Linked DNA regions of Mus musculus: region 1 is linked to region 2. A link is a contact called in public HiCAR-type data. All regions are on one chromosome and are shown on one strand. Each heading gives the region's core, a stretch centred on a gene start, on an enhancer-like site or on the middle of the called end of the contact. The rest is flanking DNA. Distances are from core to core; before and after follow the strand shown. Region 1 overlaps Zfat (zinc finger and AT hook domain containing). Region 2 overlaps St3gal1 (ST3 beta-galactoside alpha-2,3-sialyltransferase 1).

The links. HiCAR-type assays count read pairs that join an accessible place to other places.
Region 1: a HiCAR-type map of fibro-adipogenic progenitors shows a contact between it and region 2, with 8 times the contacts expected there. The contact joins two enhancer-like sites. A contact is called at or near these places in 15 of 39 promoter capture datasets (the 3T3-L1 cell line, 3T3-L1-derived adipocytes, the C10 cell line and 10 more), 1 of 15 datasets of contacts at CTCF or cohesin (pro-B cells), 8 of 484 Hi-C or Micro-C datasets (the C2C12 cell line, the CH12 cell line, the HPC-7 cell line and 5 more) and 5 of 115 datasets of contacts at active chromatin or transcription factors (DN3 thymocytes, T-cell acute lymphoblastic leukemia, extraembryonic endoderm stem cells and 2 more).

What each region holds. Positions count from the first base shown.
Region 1 is chr15:68,216,700-68,222,576 of GRCm38.p6, reverse strand. The region is part of intron 2 of Zfat (zinc finger and AT hook domain containing); the gene reads left to right. Among named protein-coding and RNA genes, the nearest start is that of Zfat, 39 kb to the left of the region's middle. Within about 2 kb of position 4,311, at least 53 of the 459 cell types and tissues checked have an H3K27ac peak or open chromatin away from gene starts, as enhancers often do. A contact at or near this core is called in fibro-adipogenic progenitors, where this site is marked.
Region 2 is chr15:67,108,870-67,114,868 of GRCm38.p6, reverse strand. It overlaps St3gal1 (ST3 beta-galactoside alpha-2,3-sialyltransferase 1), which reads left to right. Exons shown (of 9, transcript NM_009177.4): 4 at 512-1,362; 5 at 2,242-2,438; 6 at 3,458-3,637; 7 at 5,218-5,263. The coding sequence starts at 1,066. Among named protein-coding and RNA genes, the nearest start is that of Gm31400, 58 kb to the left of the region's middle. Within about 2 kb of position 3,993, at least 23 of the 459 cell types and tissues checked have an H3K27ac peak or open chromatin away from gene starts, as enhancers often do. A contact at or near this core is called in fibro-adipogenic progenitors, where this site is marked.

The DNA of each region.
Region 1 (5,877 bases), core at 3,062-5,561, 1.1 Mb before region 2:
TCGTCAGTTTGGGTTGACCCAGGAGGACTTGGCATTAGCCATGTGTGGGTTTAAGGCCCCTTCCTCTGGGCTCTAAAACTCCACTCTGAGTCTCAGAGCAATGTCCCCGGCCGGCCATGTGTTAACTATGCCCGGGCTACTCTCTTTCCCTTCTCCCAAAGATGCCTTTGGGCCATTCCCCAGCACAGGGTCTGGTACACAGTGAATCCTCTTACTCAAGTGCCATTGAATGTGTTGGCATTTGAAGTTGTCATCTTTTGTTTTCTTGATGTTGGCTTTGCTGCCTCACCTTTCTCTTACAGGATCTGTTCCATCCCACCTATCAGTACCCAGGAAGCATCATTAGTGACCAACAGAATATAAATTAAAATTATACATAGTTTTAATTTTTTATTATCAAATTAGAGAAAACTTTTAAAGATATACTGGTATTCTTCATTGTTTTAAGTATGGAAAAATAGAAGCTTCTAGATCCTGGTATAATGTTAATGGGCAGTCTATCTCACAGAGCATTCTGATAGACCTGTTAAAATTCTAAATGAGTACACTCTCTCTTTGCCAGAGCAGAGCCTGCATAAATACACAATATATAGTGTTCATGGTGCATTGTTTAAAAGTTGGAGAGAAGAGATATGCTGTCAAGAAAAGTTAAGTGAATTATGTATTTTCTATAGAAAAATACCACAGACATAAAAAAAAAAAAACAGAAAAATGCTACTTATCCATTAGTACATGCCTGAAGCTTGCTAAGCTGAGCATGTGTGAGGCTTTCTCTGTCTTTATAGTCACTGTAGTGTTTCCTATGGTTTTGTCTCTTTTATGCATTTTAAGTTTTCTATGACTTATTTTTTAGATGGCTAATTCTATTTTAACTTACTTTTTTTTTTTTTTTTTTGAGATAACACTGACATCAAATTTTACCATGTCAACAGCCTTGGAGCATACATTTCCATGACTTTAACCACGGTCAAAATATGTATGTTTTTACAATTACCCAGTTCTAAAACATTCTCATCACTGTAAAGCCAAATCAAACTAACACTTGCACCCCTAAGCAGCCAGTTTTCCCTTTCCTTTGATGTCCTGGCACTCACTGACTGATGGATGTGTCCTGGTGAATGTCTACACTCTGTATGCTTCATATGAACAGGAGTCATAAGGCGTGGCCTTCTGTGTCTGGCTCCATTCACTTAGTGTCCTGGTTTCAGGATTTACCTATGTGCTAGCATGTGACAGGTCATTCCTTTTCATGAATGAATGACATTTCAGTGCACGGACATACTATACTTTTATCCATTGGTTCATCATTAATGACAATTTAGCTTCTTTGAGCTTCTTGGCTATAGTGAATAATGCTTCTATGAACATTGATGCACAGATTTCACATGCATATGTGGTTTCATTTATGTATGTACCTAGGAATGGAATGGCTGCGTTACATAATTCTATGTTTAATGTTTTTGAATGGGTGCGTGTTTGTGTGTGTGTGTGTGTGTGTGTGTGTGTGTGTGTGTGTGTGTGGTATTTGTCTCTGTGTGTCTACCAGGATGTTATGTATTCCTCTGTCACTCTCTGTTATATTGTTCTGGGACAGGTCTCTCATTTATTGTGAGCTCAGCATTTTGATTGACTAGATGGTCAGCAAACTCTCAGGACCCACCTGTCTCCGCCTTCCATACATATGCAGCATAGTGAGAGGTTAGCAACAATAACATTATACAGAACAATTAAGATGATAGTCTACAATAAAATTGTCAGCATGGCTAATCTTGCACTTTCCGGCCATTAGTAAGTAGAATAAAGATTGCTTGAGCATAAGTGCTGTGATCCTTGGGTAGTTACTCTCATGACCAAGGTCACCATGGAAGGACTAGCAGGCAGGTAGCACATGCAGTGTACCTATGGTGAATGAAGAGCGGATACCTCGAGATTTCATCATGCTCTGGACTCACTTAGCTCTGGTATTTGGATTAAAGTTGGTCCTGGATAGTGGTGACCCTGAAAAGAGCAACCTTGTTATTATGCTGAGGAGGGCCAGCAGCACAGGACGGCAGAGAGTCACCACCTCGCTGGTTTCCCTGTCACTTCCCTCTTTGATGCAATTGACTTTTGACTAAATTCTTCTCTAGTACATTTTGTCCTTTTGTGTTTAATAGATTGCTTGTATAGTTTAATTTTAAAAGGTATTCCTTAAAACTTTAATTAAAACCCCCTTCTTACAATGAGAAAATTTCTTCCAGTCTTTTATTAGGACCCCCACGTCCTTCTGTTTCTCTGTGAACGTCTGAAGCTTGTCCAGGCTTAGCTTCTCTCTAAGGCTGGCACCCAGGTTTAACCTTCACAATTCATTTTAACTTGAGAGATACTTGAAATGGTTTAATTAAAATTTTAGCTGAGTAGTAATTGATTTATTGCTTTTCTCTCCCTTTATAACATGAAGGCTCCTAAGCCCTCTGCTTTATTTGATAGCCCTGTAATCTTTCCTGTTCACCAAGGATGTGGTCTGCAAAATGACCTTTCACTCCCTCCCTCTTGCAAATTAAGTCTCTGGCAGTGCTCCAAGCTGTGATCCAGAAGACAAAATAGCCAAATGGATCAAACATCAAGCTCGTTCTCCTTGGTGTGTGTGTATATGTGTGTGTGTGTGTGTGTGTGTGTGTGTGTGTGTGTGTGTGTGAGACTGTGATATGCAGTGCTTGGCTGTGTTGGTCCTATATGCATGGAGAGCTGGGTCATTGTTTACTGAAGAAGTTATGGGTCTTCCAAGAGCAGCATTTCATCTCCTAGCCCTTTGCAGACCCCTCAAGGGGAATGTATTCTTTTCCTTTTCATCTTTCCCTTCCTTTCCACTTCTGTGTTCACCACCCATTGACCCTGGGGCTGCTTTGTGCTTGGCTGCTATGCTAGATGCTGAGGGGTCCCAAGTGCTCTGCCTGTGAGCTGTTCCTCTCTGGTGGATGACAGGTACGTAAGAGGTACTGTGAATACAGTGGCTGCGTGCTTTGGAGGTGCTAAGTCTGGCCTGGAGATTATATGCTCTGGCTTGAGGGTAAAAGGAGGCTTCCTAGGGAAATTGATGTCAAAAATGTTAGACCTGTTATTGAATTAGAAAAGAAAAAAAACTTAAAAAAAAAGGGAAGGAAAGAAGATGACTGGTCCTGAGTTTGGCGCAAGGTAAATGTAAAAAAAAGAAAGAAAGAAAGAAAGGAAGAAAGGAAGAAAGAAAGGAAGGAAGGAAGGAAGGAAGGAAGGAAGGAAGGAAGGAAGGAAGGAAGGAAGGAAGGAAGGAAGGACATGACTGGTCCCAGGTTTCAGCAACAAATAAGTGAAAACAATAAATAAAAAGGGAAGGACATGACTGCTGCTAGGTGTGGTGGAGGAGGTTTATTATAGATAAAAGGGATACAACAGCCAGAGGCAGACTGTCTGGGAGAGTCCAGAGTGGTCATGACCCCGAGCCTTGTGAGGAGAAGGGGGAGGGAGAGAGGGGAACCAGGTACAAAAGCCAGGAGACCCAAAAGTACAAAGAGAGCAGGTAACCAAAATGGTTGGATTGTATAGGGAATAACATTCTAGCCCCTGGCCTGAAAAAGTTTAGGGTAGGTGGTAGGGTATATCAGCCAGGAGAACCCTGCAAAAAAAATAAGCTAGGGTCTGAGGGATGCAGGGGGAATCTGATGGCCAGTGCCTGCTTTGATATGTTAATTAAACACCTTAGCCATTTGTCCCAGCTTTGAAACCTGTTTAATGTTTTCTCTTCTGGATATTTGTTACAGATAAAGCCATTATCAATGATGTATGAGCATATTGCTCTGACATTGTTATGAAGTTCACTGACTAAGTCATTTCTGTTCAAACCCTACCTCTGCTGCTGCCTAGCCCTGTGACTTTGGGTCATGCTAACTAATCTTTGCAAGCCTCAATGTGGTTTTTTTGTTTGTTTTGTTTTTTAACCTATAAATATATTTATTTTGCTTTATATGTGTGTATGTGTCTGTGTTTATGTGTGTGTATGTGTGTATGTGTGCCTGCATGTATATCTGTGCATCACATGTGTGCTGGTACCAACAGACACCAGAAAAGGACATCACATTCCATAGAACTAGAGTCACAAGTTGTTGTGAGCCACCCGATGTGGGTGCCAGGAAACACACTTGCGTTCTCTGTAAGAGTTGCAAATATTCTTAACGACCGACCGAGCCATCTGTCTATCATGTTTCTGTTTTCTTGACTGTGTAGTTGGGATAGTGCTGCCGAGGTCCCATCCCTGGGGAGTAAATGAAGGAGAGCCTGTGCAGGGCTCAGCACGGTGTCTGTGGTGTATGCACAGCAGCATGAGTCACCATGGCTGTCCTTTCCACAGTACGTCTGATGAAGCTGCAGGGCGGAAACAGCTTTGGCCTTTGCCTTCTGATGCCTTAGCTGTGAGGTAGAACAGGACGCAGTCTCTTCCCACAGAGGAGTATGGCATTGTGCAGAAACCTGAAAGGCTCCTTCTCTCCAGGTTCTGATAAATAATTCATTGTCTCCCCTATTGCTTCCTAGGCTTTGGAAATAAATGTCAGGGAGATTGACTGTCAGGGCTCCCGCAATGCTAGTCTTTCCAGATTTTCCAGTATCTGGAGCTATACTGACTAGAGACCAAGCTGCCATCTAAGAGCACTGGGTGGCCATGATAAAGTCAGTGTGACCTTAATTCCACTTTGCTTTCTTGGGGTGTGAGCTATTTTAAAAGACGAAATCAAGGAAGTACATCCATTGAGTCAGAGTGAACAGGGATGCAGGCACATCTAAGAGCTACGTTATTTAATGATAGCCTGGTTGGAAAGGTAGTTCATTGTTTTTTGTTAATTTGAGATAGGATTTCCTTGTGTAGTCTTGGCTCTCCTAGAACTAGCTCTACAGACCAGCTTGGCCTCAGACCCACAGAGATCTACGTGCTAACTGCTGAGGTTAAAGGCAGTGCCACCTCCACCTGTAGTACTTTCTTAACTAGGATACTGCCACTCAGAATGCTATGGCTATAGGGAAATAGCATACAGTTGCCATCCTGTCAGCCATTTTTGAGTACACTGCCTACTGTTACAGTGGCCACATCTATAACAGGGGCTCTGTATAGTGGAAACTGATCTGTGTGCTGAGGAACTTGAGGTGGAAGGCTTGTATCCAGGACTGCTCAACTCAAAGGAATTTTCTCTGTACTATACACTGGGTCCATCCAGATGTTTACAGCTGACTATCATTAGTCAGCCCTGAGGGGCTTCAGCAGTAAGGTCTTTGGTAGAGAATAAAGACACCCACTTTCCAGCGCTACATGTCCAGCAAATGGTTCTGGAAAAAGTGCCCGAGCATCTCTGGGTCTTTGGTTTGTTTCCTACTGAGTGAATTATGTTTGGTGTACACATCTCACGAAGTTTTTTTGTTTTTGTTTTTTAAACAATAAAATGAGAGACTAGCGGAGAGTCTCATAAACTTGAGTGATGTACAAAGAAAAGGCCTATATTATTATTTTTTTTTATTTTGTTGGGCTGTTTTGTTTTGAAAACTTCCCCTTGATTATTTGTTTCTTTGCCAGGACTTTTGGCCTTGGATTTACAACGGTGATTTTTTTTTTTTTTTTTTTTTTTTTTTTGATAAAGAACGTTGAACTCACGGGCTCAGATACACAATGACTCTGGCCCCTTCTTTTGTTGGAGACTTAAAACACAAGGCACAGCTCCTTCTCCAAAAGCCTCACTGGCTATTGTCACCTGGTGATCCTTTGCTTCTTACCTGCTGACACCTCTCCACTTCTGTTTTAAGAACCAGCAAGACCAGGAATTAAAAGGCAGCTCAAGCTTCAGGGTTTGTAGAAGGAGGAGGAGAGGAAAAGGACAT
Region 2 (5,999 bases), core at 2,744-5,243:
AGGAAACCATGGGGTAAGAGACTTAGGCTCTTAACCATTATCCCTCATTGCAGGGCATTTGCTCATGTGTAAGCTTCGGAGGTTCATAGTTTAAGAAGCAGGAAACAGCAACTGAGAAACTAAAAGGCTAAGCTTCAGGCTCTGACCATTGTCTTCGGTCCTTTGATGTTTGTTTGTTTTGTTTTGGGCTGTGACAGCAGACCAGCCAGGAAACAACTTGAGAGAGGTTGGGTTTACTTTGGTTCATAATTTCATAGTATATGGCTTCAGGGTGCCAGGGTGGCAGAGCAGCCAGAGTGACTTTGTCCATGGTGACAAGAGAGCACAGCAGTGACAAAGTCAGGTGGATGAGGAGGCAAAGCTCAGGCCTGAAAGCAGGAAAAGCAAACAAATGGGAGCAACCCCACTGTAGCCCACAGAGAGCCCCTGAGGCTTGTGGCACAAGTCTGGAGAGAGAAATAATAACAAGGTCACCAGGTTTCATCTTTCTTTCTTCCTCCTTTGTACACAGATGTTCAGCAAACCCTATGCCTTCCAGGAGATGCCCTTTCAGTCCCCATTCCTTGGAACAGCCTAGGAGACACAGCTCTAATTAAGGATTATTGGAGGAGGGCGGCCAAGCATCCTCGCATCCTGCGCCAAGACCTTTTACAGATTGTCCAGGGGTTCGCTCAGGCTGAGAGTAACTAACTAAACTTGATCCCCGTTTGAGCTGGGGAGAACACTGCTCTTCCCAGGTTTCACTCAAGTGTCATCAAGCCACATTCTTGACTTTGCTTGGGTTGCAGAAGAGGTAGACCACGCTGCTTACCAATACAGGCAAGACTGACTGCATGGCACAGACTACCCTCGTGTGCCACACAGCAATGTCGAGAACACAAACCTAGGCGTGTCTCCAACAGGCTGAAGTTTGCCCTAGCTGCTTCTGAGATCTCCCTGCGGACTCCCTTTCCTGCTGCCTGCTCCTGTGTCTCTGAGATTTCTGTTCAGCTCTAGGAGGGGGGTCTCCTCTCTTCCACCCTCCCATCAACACAGAGGACCCAGCAAAGGGTGGAGGTGGTGAACATGAGGAGGAAGACCCTCAAGTACCTCACCTTCTTCCTGCTCTTCATCTTCCTCACTTCCTTTGTCCTGAATTACTCCAACACGGGAGTACCCAGTGCCTGGTTCCCCAAGCAGATGCTCCTGGAACTCTCAGAGAACTTCCGCAGGTTCATCAAGTCACAGCCGTGCACCTGCAGACACTGCATCAGCCAGGACAAGGTATCATATTGGTTCGACCAGCGCTTCAACAAGACTATGCAGCCCCTGCTGACAGTCCACAACGCTCTGATGGAGGAGGACACATACCGGTGGTGGCTGGTGAGCAGAATAGGGTCTGGGAGTGGGATTGGGGGAGTCCTGGGGACCCACCAAGCATTTGACAGCATTCAGAGTATCATCCCTGCCCCTCCACCCCTCGCCATCCCTTCACTCAGCAACTGTTTGTCGAAAGTCTATTATGGATACATCAGAGAAAAGCCCTAGTGGGGGTTGGGGATTTAGTTCAGTGGTAGAGTGCTTGCCTAGCAAGCCCAAGGCCCTGGGTTTGGTCCTCAGCTCCGGAAAAAAAAAAAAAGCCCTAGTGGTTTTCCCTCCTGTGGCTCCCATCACAAATCACCATGGACCTGGTGGCTTAAGACATCAGTGGTAGTCACAGGTCCCCATCCTGGAGGCCAAGAGTCCCCACACCCTTGCTTCTCTCCTACTATTACTGCTGTGGATGAAAATTTGTGGCACCCCCTTGACCCATGACTGTAGCAACCAGTCTCTGCTCCCACATCCCAAAGTGACCCTGTGTCTCTGGTATCCTCTCATGGGAAGAGTGTGTGGCCTTGGCTCTAGGTTGCACCCCCAAATCCAGGCTAGTCTCACCTGCCACCAATTGCAGAACTAGATCTGAGCAGGTGGTATGAATGTGGGAATCAGGAAATACAGTGGTCTTCCGTGTCTAGGGATTGGCCTCAGTCCCTTCCTATATGCCCAGAGGTGAGCTAACATCCTGGTCTCACACACAAAAGGTGCCCAGAGAATACCTGTAGAATGGATAAATGAGTTTTCTTCCCATCTCTTGTCCTGGGATGGGGGTGGCAGTCACCTGTGTCTTCACATTTAATAGCTGGGTTTGGTGACCAGGGAGCCAGCGTGCTCAGCTAGAGGCAGTGGAGCCACACTGGCCATTCCCTCTGTTCTCTCCCCCAGAGGCTCCAGCGGGAGAGGAAACCCAACAACCTGAGCGACACCGTCAAGGAACTGTTTCGCCTGGTGCCTGGCAATGTGGATCCTATGTTGAACAAGAGGCTGGTGGGCTGCCGACGCTGTGCAGTTGTAGGAAACTCCGGTAACCTGAAGGACTCCTCGTATGGGCCTGAGATCGACAGCCATGACTTTGTGCTGAGGTGAACACTGGACCCGAGCCCACAGTTCCTCAGAAGTGTGTGAAACACCTTGGCTGAGCTCAAAAGGCCAAGGTTCAAGGCTGGCCGCCCTCTGGGTCTTAGTCTCTTCATCTTTTCTTACCAAGGTGGACTATAATAGAGGGTGTTGCTAGAGATTTTCAATGGGCTGGGGGACTTGGTACCTAAGATCTATTGCATGGCAAAATTTGAAGTCTGGTTCTGTGACTCAGATCTGCCCTCAGCTTTCAATCTAGACCCTGAACCAGAAGCGTTTAATGCCCACTTTGCTTCTTCTGTCCTCAAGTGGAATTGTCATCTCAGGAAAAAGGACCATACCTCCCTTGAGTTTATTGTAATCCATACTCAGAATGTTCTGGGACAGAGAACATAATTAGAGGTGGGACTCAGTATACCCCCCCCACCCAGGTATCTTCTAGAATCTAGAACAATGTTATTTCTGTGTCTTTGACTTCATGTCCATAGGCCCCTTTCCTGGCTCTCAGTGTACCTAGTATCCTGAGGGGATGGCCATGATGAGAGGCAGAGTCAGGCTCAGGGTCAGGCAGACCTGAGTTCAAAGCTATCGTTTGGTAGACAGCTTATCTGGATACCGAAAAAGGCACACCTACTAGGTTACCCACGACATGGGTGGTCAATGATCGGAGAGCAAGACCCACCCAACTTGCTTTTATAAATAAATAACTAAATGCCTTGGCCTCTGTTTTGCTGGATTAGGGATGGAATTTGGCTATGCATGCTAGGCAAGCTTTCTTCCTCTGACCTGGTTACTTCCCACACCACAGGCTGCCCTTGAACTCACCATCCTCCAGGCCGAGCCTTCCAAGTAGCTGGGATTTCAAACCAGCTCGTCCAGGTCTGTCTGGCCTATGTCTACAAGGTTCCCATTGTACACACGGAGAAACTGAAGCCTAGGGAAGAAGGGAGTCACCTGCAGTTACCACACAGGTGACTCCAACTCCAGCATCCTTACTGAGTACCCTATTTTTCTCCTCTCCCAGGATGAACAAGGCACCCACAGTGGGTTTTGAGGCAGACGTTGGGAGCCGGACCACCCACCATCTCGTGTATCCTGAGAGCTTCCGGGAGCTGGGAGAGAATGTCAACATGGTCCTGGTCCCCTTCAAGACCACCGACCTGCAGTGGGTGATCAGCGCCACCACCACAGGCACCATCACTCAGTGAGTTCCTCTAGGGTCTGCCCTATGTCCAGCTGTCTCATACAACGTATCACTCCTGCTGGGCTGTTCCGTAAGGTTCCTCTTCCCCGTGCCTCCTGGTACATATGTGACAGGTCCTAACTGACTGGTCCCCTCACCTCCTAGCATCATCCATACTCCAAACTTTGTGCTATAGTTTGCTTCCTTCAAACTCTCTGGAATCTCTTAGATGAACCCCAGGAAAGGACTCAGCATGTGGCAGCTCCCTGCTGCTCCTCAGTGCTGGGGGCCCCCTTTGCAGCATAGAACAGGCAGGAGCTGCTGAGTGCATACTTTGTGGCTAAGTCAACGATTGGCTCTCCAACAGTAAGTGCTGCCATCTGCTCCTCAGGCATGGCGCCTATCATTTGAAACTTAGCATCTCTCATTTGATCCTCCCAGCAGTGCTTCTCATTAGCTCTGGCCTCCAGGGAGCAACCATAGCAGGGGCCAAACCACTTGCCCAACAGTGAACTTGACCCAGAGCCCATGCAACCATCTGGGTCTAATTCCTCGGTCCCTGACTTTTCTCAAAGGGGAGTGGCTTCCATTTCCAGATGTCCACGTAACTCCTAGTCCTAGCCCTGGTCTCCCAGGAGGCAGAGCCAGAGTCAAGAACTACGGGTTCCAAGAACTCCGTGCCTCCAGGGTAAAGAGTGCAAGGGAAGGGCTCAGCAAGAGATTGGGCCAGGCAGCTGGCTCAAGATTCTCCCCTGATACTCTACAGCATGGAGAGCCTAAATTGCACAAGTTAGATTCCATGTGGTAGTGCATTTTAAACCTTGATGCTACAGCCCATGTCTGCTTGCATGAGCTAGAGACAGCCATAGGTCACCCGTGTCAGTTCCCCAGCATCAGCCTGAGCCCCACTACTGAGCACAGATGTTCTGGCTCTGGAGAATGGAGTCAAATATTCCTAGGCCTCTGAAAGGCTGTGCTCATAGCAAGTCTCCATTCTGGCCCATCAAGCCATAGAACTTTCTCTCTTTTTTTTTCTTGGATATTTTCTTTATTTACATTTCAAATGTTTCCCCTTTCCAGGTCTCCACTTCAGAAACCCCCCTACCCCCCACCCACCCCCTCACCTCTATGAGGGTGTTCCCCCACCCACCCACTCCCATCCTCCTGCCCTGGCATTCTCCTACACTGGGGCATCGAATACTCTCAGGTCTGAGGGTCTCTCCTCCCACTGATGTCCAACAAGGCCATCTTCTACCACCTATGTAGCCAGTGCCATGGGTCGCTCCATGTGTATTCTTTGGTTTGTGGTCCAGTCCCTGAAAGTTCCAGGGGGTCTGGCCTGTTGACACTGTTGTTCCCTCCATGGGGCTGCAAACCCCCTCAGTCCCTTCTCCAATCAGGGACTCCCAAGCTCAGTCCAATGGTTGGCGTAGAACATTCTCAAACCATCTAGAGTCACACCCCGATGGTTCTGCTGGAGAAGGAGCTATGCTGGGGCAGGAAAATGGCTTCTCGGGGCCTAAGCCTCCCTACCCATACCACACTGGCTGTGTCACTCTCCACACTAAATACCTTAAATACCTCCTCTTTCCCATCTGCAGCACCTATGTCCCCGTGCCCCCGAAGATCAAAGTGAAACAAGAGAAGGTAAGAGGCAGCTTGGGACCTTCCTACTCTGCCCTGATTTTTCCAAGATTTGGTGCTATGATGGTGCACTGGGCCACACAGAGTGCCCAGGCCCTGGGCATCTTTGCTGCTAAGGACAGGTCTCCAAAGTGCATCTCCAGAATAGCAGAACTACCTGGGAACTTGCCACAAACATGACCCTCTAGGAGTACCCAGACCTACTACAGCCAACCCAGGGTAGCACCCTGGAGGGTGAAGGCAATATAAGCTTTGATGTTGGGTATTTTGGCTTTTTGTTTTGTTTTGTTTTGTTTTGTTTTGTTTTGTTTTTGAGTTGTTCCTGGAAGCTTCTCAAAGCCACACTCCCCTCTCTCTCTATTCTCACCCTATCCTTTCCAGTGAGTCTTTGTTCTGCACTGGCCCAGTCCTGGGCAAAAGCAAAAACAGTGCAAAAACCCCACCATATACTGTCACACTTGAGGAGGCTCAGAGAGGGCCAGTAACTTGCCCAGGGACATAGCCTACCTCGATCATGCTAGGACTAGATGAAGTCCCTGTGTGCCTGCGACATGCTGACCTTGGCCTTGGGCACCACTGTCCCAGAAAGAAGCCACAGGCATCTTCTAGAGTGGGTCTTTCTGCTATGACCCCAGTAAACCTGAAGCAAGGCTGAGAAACAAAGAGCCCTCCAGAGACCTGCCTAAATCCTTTGTTGCTCCCAAAGTCCCCTTCACTGTCCCCAAAGCAGCCACAGGGG